Linked DNA regions of Mus musculus: region 2 is linked to region 1. A link is a contact called in public Hi-C data. All regions are on one chromosome and are shown on one strand. The core of a region is the stretch at or near the end of the contact, and the rest is flanking DNA. Distances in the headings are between cores, read along the strand shown. Region 1 has its middle 31 kb from the start of Camk1g. Region 2 has its middle 70 kb from the start of Mir205hg.

Region 1 (3,579 bases), core at 332-2,831:
TAGCAGGTCTAAAGTCATCTTCAATTAGCTCCCAGGGTATTTTAAAGTCTAGTATGGGGGTTGCTGTCTGGGAAAAGAGTTAAGGGAAGGCAGAAGACTAGGTAGCACACTAGGACTTAGTATCATGTCGTTCTTTAGACCTCACTGAAGGCACATGAGGCCCAGTACAAAGTGTTATTGACTTTTTCCAGGCTCACAGTTGTTCCCAGTGGTCAAAGCTCCCCTTTCCTCTGTCACCACTGTGGCATGCTATGTGGCTCCAGGTCACGGTCACACTTCTGCTAATAGCTCTCAGACTTCTGCATGCAAAATCTGCACAGAAAGGCTGTCACTGCTCACTGCTCACTGCTCACTGCTCACTAAGCACTAAGCACTAAGCACTAAGATGCTGGGTCCTAGGGTCAGGGTCTGGGCTAGTGTAAGCTCAGGTTATCTGTATTGCACAGCTTCTCAGACAATGATGTCTCCAGCATATGGATCTCACTGTGAGGATAGAGCCCACATGTTTCCAGAAACCAGGAAGAAAAGGAGGGAGGGCCAGAGAGAATATCTGCATCTAGCATGGGTCAGAACTTTCTAAAATTAGAGACAGATGCCAAATCCCAGATCTAGGAAGCTCAGTGAATACCAAGTGGGGTATCCCCAAAAGTGTACATGTAGGCACACCAGATTCAGAATGCTAAGGGCCAAAGACGAGAAAATGTTCTTCAAAGATGCCAGAAAGGGAAGTATCATTCTTAGCAAAGAATTGAAGTAAAAATTATATCAGGGTCATTATGGAAACCATGCAAGCGGAGTACAGGAGGGTCAAGCATGTAGAGTGTTGAGAAGACAACCACCAGCTAAGACTCTGACCTAAGAGCGATCCTACAGAAGAGGAGACAGACTATCTCAGGTAGACACAAGATAAGGGAGACTATTGCCCTTGACAGAATGTTAGGAGTTCTTTAGAGAGAAGAAAATGGCAGGTCTGGGACTCAGATCTTCATACAGAAAGGATGAATACAAGGCAGGAATCACTGAAGGCAATAAGGTTTTTTTATTCATAATTGATCTGATATAGGGATGGAGGTATAGCTCCACACTAGAGTTCTTATACTTTCAGTATGTATTAAGCCCTAGGTTAGGTAGGGGGATGGAGCTAGGTTGGTAGAATGCTTGCCTAACATCTGCAAAGCCCTTGATCCCCAGCCAGAATAAGCTGGGCATGGTGGCATAGTAATCCTAGTGGTCAGGAAGTGGAGGCAGGGGGAATCAGCTTTGATTGACTACATAGAAAGGTTGAGGCTAGCCTAGGATACATGAGACCTTGTCTCCAAGTTAACTAAGTATGGAGCTGCATAAATGAATAACAATGACAATCTGGCAACAATATATTTTATGATAAATCACATGACCACACTGTATGAATATGTGAAACAGATGACAGAGAATCTCAGAGTAGACTAAAATCTGTTGAAACATTCCTTGTTGATGGCTCATGAGTGACACAGGAGAGTCATGTGACTTACCAGGTCCCTCCCCTTCCTCTTTTGTGAAACAGTTGTCTCCAGGGCATACAGGGAACTCTAGGGACTCAGCTTCCATGATTCTATCAGCTTTCTGCCTAGGCAGCTGTCTGAGTCACACATGTTCCCACAAGTAACTCTTACCACAGTGGAATTGTTTCTTTGGTCTGTGGTTAGTTATATATATATATATATATAAAGACAGATGAGCTAGGAGTATTAGATAGGCGAGGAAGAGCATTTCGATATAATTATTTTCAGGAAAAAGTATCAGTCATTGATACCTTCAGGAATTCATTGGTGTTTCTCTTGACAGGAGTTAAGTTTTTTGTGTGAGGAAGGGACTTAGTCAGTGTTAGCAGGATTTTTCAGTGGGAAAGGACTCCTTTGATGGCTGTGTTCTGGTGGGTCTCAGGTTTGCTTGGCTGCAGACTCACTACATACAGGAGATGATAATGGCTGCTGGGCTTCTGCGTCCAGCCACGCCTCTTCTACCAGCTAATTCTTGCACATTTTGGCTTTTTGTTTGAGTCCTTGGGAGACTTCTAAGGAGAGCTAGAGGAGACATAACTCACCACAGGGCATAGACTGGATCGACATAGACGAGACAGACACCAAGGAGTGGTGGGCAGCTGGAGGGCACACACTCGGCGGGGCCTTGAGGAGTGTGGATGCTTCTCTGCATGGCTGCTGTGCTTTTATCTCTCCTGAGCATCAGCAACTAAACAGAAAGTACAATTGTTGTGTCGCCCATGATATTAAACGCATGATTGATGGTTTGGACTGAACGGCTCAGGTGTTGGCATTTCTGAGTTTCAATAAGTGGAGGCTTATGAGTTTATGTCAGACGTGCTCAGAAACACCTGGAAGAATATGGTTTCACGAGGTGTGAAAAGATGCTTTCTGCTGCTTCTGTGCTTGAATATGCATGTGCTGTGGCCCATGCTGGGGGTGGCGGAGATGTGGGTCCTGAAGTGCCAGGTTAGAGATGGGTGGGAACAGGTTTTTCTGCTAGAGGCTGTTAATATGGACACTGATGACAGACAATGTGGAAAACTACATAGTGTTTGCAATGTTTTGCAAATGTATTTGGATAAGAAGATTTGGGAGCACACTCATGTAAGGTCTCTCTCTCTCTCTCTCTCTCTCTCTCTCACACACACACACACACACACACACACACACACACACACACATACACACACACACACACACATACACGCGTGCGTGTGCGCGTGAGAAATGGCATTGGGTGTCTCCAGTCTGCTCAGGGTTCTCTCAATTATTCCATTGCTCCCGTGGCTGTATGGTCAGACCTGGGGACAGTTTGTCGTCCATAACTGGCAGATGTGCTCATGTGTTCCCCCAGAGGCCAGGCTTGGAACTGAATTGTGTTCATTTAACCTTGGATACCCATCTGTCACCCTTGGCACATAGATGATTCCAGCTGGGAGCAAGCTGGAGTGTGGACTTCGGGGCACACAGCTTCTTCTCAAGGTTTCCTGAGTGAAGGTGACTCTTCTTCCAGCCTTCTTCTGTCCACATCTTCTTCAGCCCAGGACGCAGGTTTATGTGGCTTCTATTGTAGAATGCTGTCCTCCAGGCATGACCCTCTTGGGCCCTCAGCATCTGTGATTACACAAAGGAGATCCACTAACCTTCCATCATAGAGCATAGCCAGGACCCCAGAGACCCTCCCTTCCCCGGGGACTGATGGGCAGCTAACAGTTGCTAGGAGAGAGTATTCTCTTCATGGTGCAGCACATAAATTAGTGATGCCTCTATAAGTAACCCTAACTCAACTCATTGTCTACCAAACTAGACTGGAATGAAATCCTTTCTTTGGTCTTTTGTTGGATCCCTATCTGAGCCAAGCAGACATTTGTTCACATCCCCTGAAGAAAAGTCAAGCAACATCTTTCTAGGATCTTTGTCACGAGAGAGTCAGTGCCTTGACTTAAGAGAAAGAAAGTCTGAGTTTGAACAGAACTCACAAGTGGGCACAGGCAGGGTGGCCTTTCAGGAGGAAATGTGGTCAGCTAGGAGGGTTGCTGGTGGGGTGTATGTGTGG
Region 2 (3,579 bases), core at 590-3,089, 180 kb after region 1:
GCCAGTATAAGATGGTGGTCTAGTCAGTCTGCTGCTTTAGGAGGCAGGCTCCACAGCACGGTAAGAAGACTCTATAGAGTACTCCGTGGGGCCTATGCTGAGTGCTGTGCTTTGGATCTGGAATGTTCCTATCTGGGAGCTATTAAAAGGTAGTAGAATCTTTAGAAGTGGGGTACTATGTTATTTGGGGGCATGCCTCCCTTTTCTCTGGTTTGCTTCCAGGTTTTTTAGCTTTGGCAAATGACCCAGTTGTGATGTGACTTTCCTGGTAGAGGTCCAAAAGCAATGAGCTTGCACAAATCATTGACTGCAACCTCTAGGGTAAATCTGTCTCTCTTTCTATCTCTCTCTCTTCTCTCTGTTTTTCTGTCTCTGTCTTTATCTCTCTCTCTCAATCTTTCTCTTCTCTCTGTCCATTGTCTCTTTCTCCTCTCTGTCTGTCTGTCTGTCTCTGTCCCTTTCTCTCTCTTTTTTGTCTCTCTCTCTCTGTCTCTCTTTGTCTGTCTCTCTCTGTGTCTCTGTCTCTGCCCCCCCTCCTCCCTGCTGACTGCCTCAGGCACATGTTATAGTCACAGAGAGCAAACAAACTGGTTTATGGAGTCTTCCCTAAAGAGACCCTGAGTGAATGAGCTTGTTAAAGATTGGTGCTAGGGCTGAGGATGTGGCTCAGCTTTGTAAATATGAGGCTCTGGGTTTGAGACACCAAACCCGTATGAAGAAGACAAGCATGGTGATAACTGCTTATTCTTCCAGTATTGTGGGTATAGAATCAGCTAGATCCCAGGGGTTTGTGGCTACATAGTCTATTTGCATGCTCTCTCTCTCTCTCTCTCTCTCTCTCTCTCTCTCTCTCACACACACACACACACACACACACACACACCCATGCACGCAGGCAAAAATGGATGCAATCTCTCACTTGATGAAAGGACACAGCTTTGCAACATTGATAAAAAGATTAGTCTTTAAGTAACTAATCTGTTACAGAAATTAGCAACAGGAGCTTAACGTTCTTGAGTTTGCCTTTGAGGGGACCCCTGGAATCTCAAGGCTAGCACAGTCTGACACAAAAGAACAGTTTCCGCTTCTAGTTCTCAATCTCAGCCCTCTTCAGTATTGTGATTCACTCCTCATCCTGACTGGGGCCTTCCCAGCAGGAGGCTGGCTGTGACCTGCTCTCTAGCCATCAAACTACCGGAAGTGGAGCTGTGGCACTGAAATCTTTCTCTGGGAACAAGGATGGACAGGTCTCTTTTTCAGGTTGAGGCCTTTCTGAAACCCATAAAGCTAATGGTCTCTAGAAGCAGCTAGACTTCACTCCCAAGCTTTGAATAATCTACTTGTGGTGATACAACCATGCTACTGTAAGTCATTCTATCCTCCGTCTCTGGATTATGTTATATACAATAATAATCTTCCCGTGTTTGGGGTACTTTAGCATTTACCAAGCATTATAGATAGAGCTTTCATTTTTACTCTTTCCCCAAATATTTCAGAATGGTGGCTGCTGTATCCAGTTTCCTAAGCAAGTGGGAGATCAGAGAAGCTGCAGCACACCTCAAAACACACTCAATGGAGCAGGGCCCAGGTTACACACCCTTTCTCCAGCAAGTTCTCAGAGTTGAAGAATTTCTCCCAGTTCCTCCTAGACAGGCAGCTCTCAGAACCGTAAGATGTCTGTGAAATCCCACCTTATGAGCCTGGGGCCCTTGCCCTCCTCTATTCCACGGAAAGCAATGTAATGTCTATAGATCTAGACCCGTCTCTCCTCACAGTCCCAGGCAGACACCTCCCACTTTAGCTTTCAGTTCCACCACTGGGTGAGCCCTCTCTAACATAATCTTCTCCCTACAAGGGGATGATGTCATACCCCACACTGGACTGCTGAAATGTCTCTCTGTGACACACATAGAGAATGAGCAGCAGGCCACACACTGGAAGTGACTTTATTACTTCCTCTTTGCTGTGCCGTTGGCTATTTGTTGTTTTGGAGCATCCCTGGGAGAGGGCATAGGCTCACACATGGACCTACCTTGTAGCTGGCACTTTTCTTAGGAAAGACACTCTCTTTCTGAGATCCCCAACAAGTCATAGAAAGAATCTTAGAATTACTCAGTGGCCACCAGAATGTGTGTGTGTGTGTGTGTGTATGGGGGGAGGGGTACTGTGAGGCTTATCAGAGGGTTGGGGAGGGATACTTTGGAGTGCATCAGAGGGTTGTGGAGGGGTCCTTCAGGGGTCAGAAGGTGGTAGGGATAGATACTGGAGGGTCTGTCATTGGGGAGTGGAGGGATACTACGGAGCATCAGAAGGCAGTGAATGCAAACTCAGGGTAGCTGGAGGGTAGTGGAAGGATCCTTGTGGGAAAGGAATCAGAGGCCAAGAGAGGAAGACTCAGTGGCCCACCAGTTGTGGGTTGTTGTGTCTCTAATGATGTAAAATTCTTTTATGGTCCATGCTATGCCCCTCATAGGCCTAAAAAGCAGCCACAAGGTGCCTCCCGTAGCACTGATTAGTCTAGAAGTGCCGATGCCTTTCATATGGGCAGCTTGTGCTGTTTCCGGCCACTCGGCTGCATCTGCTAGCTGATAGGAATTCTCTTCAAAGGACACTTTTGCCTTTTATCACACTTTCTCTCCAGTTACCACTAAAGAAGGCTTGCACATCCTCTCATGGCAAGAGAATGGTCTGTGGATCAAATGTGCTTGTTCTGGAACAACAAAGCAGATAGCCTGGGCTTGGAGGAGGTACTGTAGCTCTCAGAAATCTTCATCAGTTGTCACTCTGTGGGGCCTGTGCATGAGGATATGAATGTTGGTTAGGGGGAGCAGGGCAGAGGAGGCCTCCGTGCTCAGGGTACATTGGCTCTAGGCTGGGCAGGTCTTTAAATTCTGCTCAGCAACATACTAGCTCTGTGACCTGAGAGACAATTATTAACTCTCTGAGGTGTGTGTGTGTGTTTTGTGTGTGTGTGCATGTGAGTATGTGTTTTTTTCTGTGGTGTTTGTGTGTGTGTGTGTGTGTTTGTGTATGTGTGGTATGTATGTGTGTGTATGTGTGTGTATACATATGTGTATTTGTGTGTGTGGTGAGAATGTGTATATGTGTGTATTTGTGTATGTTTGTGTGTATTTGTATATGTGTGTGTCTATGTGTGGTGTGTGCATGTGTATGTTTTGTAGGTCATTGAACATAGGGTCTTACAGATATTAGCCATGCATTCTACCACTCAAGTACCTCTCTAGACCCCTTCTCACTTTTCATTTTGAGGCAGGATCTCATCAAATTGAAGCTAAACTTGAGCATACTCGGGGATCACAACCTTCCTGCATCAGTATCTTCAGGTGTGTACCGCCAGGTACTGCCAGACTCTTAAAGTGGAGTCAATACTGTATTCCTCCTAGAAGAGGACCTCTCCTAGCCCCTACCCTGCTCTGCTAATTAAAGCCTCAGCTAAGCTCATAACCACAAAGGTTGGTGTCATTAGGGGAACATTGGTGGTGGGAAGTCTTCACTACAGTGCATATAGGCACTTGTGCTAAACCCTCAAGAAAACTTAAGACTGTGAAATGTGCTTCC

Evidence for each region. A called contact is a pair of places that touch in the nucleus more often than the background predicts.
Region 2: a contact with region 1 is called in a Hi-C map of bone marrow-derived macrophages, with 3 times the contacts expected there. The contact joins two enhancer-like sites. A contact is called at or near these places in 1 of 15 datasets of contacts at CTCF or cohesin (the NIH/3T3 cell line), 34 of 484 Hi-C or Micro-C datasets (the AML12 cell line, CD4 T cells, DN3 thymocytes and 22 more) and 1 of 115 datasets of contacts at active chromatin or transcription factors (the NIH/3T3 cell line).

What each region holds. Positions count from the first base shown.
Region 1 is chr1:193,399,005-193,402,583 of GRCm38.p6, forward strand. No RefSeq gene overlaps it. Among named protein-coding and RNA genes, the nearest start is that of Camk1g, 31 kb to the left of the region's middle. Within about 2 kb of position 1,582, at least 43 of the 459 cell types and tissues checked have an H3K27ac peak or open chromatin away from gene starts, as enhancers often do. A contact at or near this core is called in bone marrow-derived macrophages, where this site is marked.
Region 2 is chr1:193,578,737-193,582,315 of GRCm38.p6, forward strand. No RefSeq gene overlaps it. Among named protein-coding and RNA genes, the nearest start is that of Mir205hg, 70 kb to the left of the region's middle. Within about 2 kb of position 1,840, at least 15 of the 459 cell types and tissues checked have an H3K27ac peak or open chromatin away from gene starts, as enhancers often do. A contact at or near this core is called in bone marrow-derived macrophages, where this site is marked.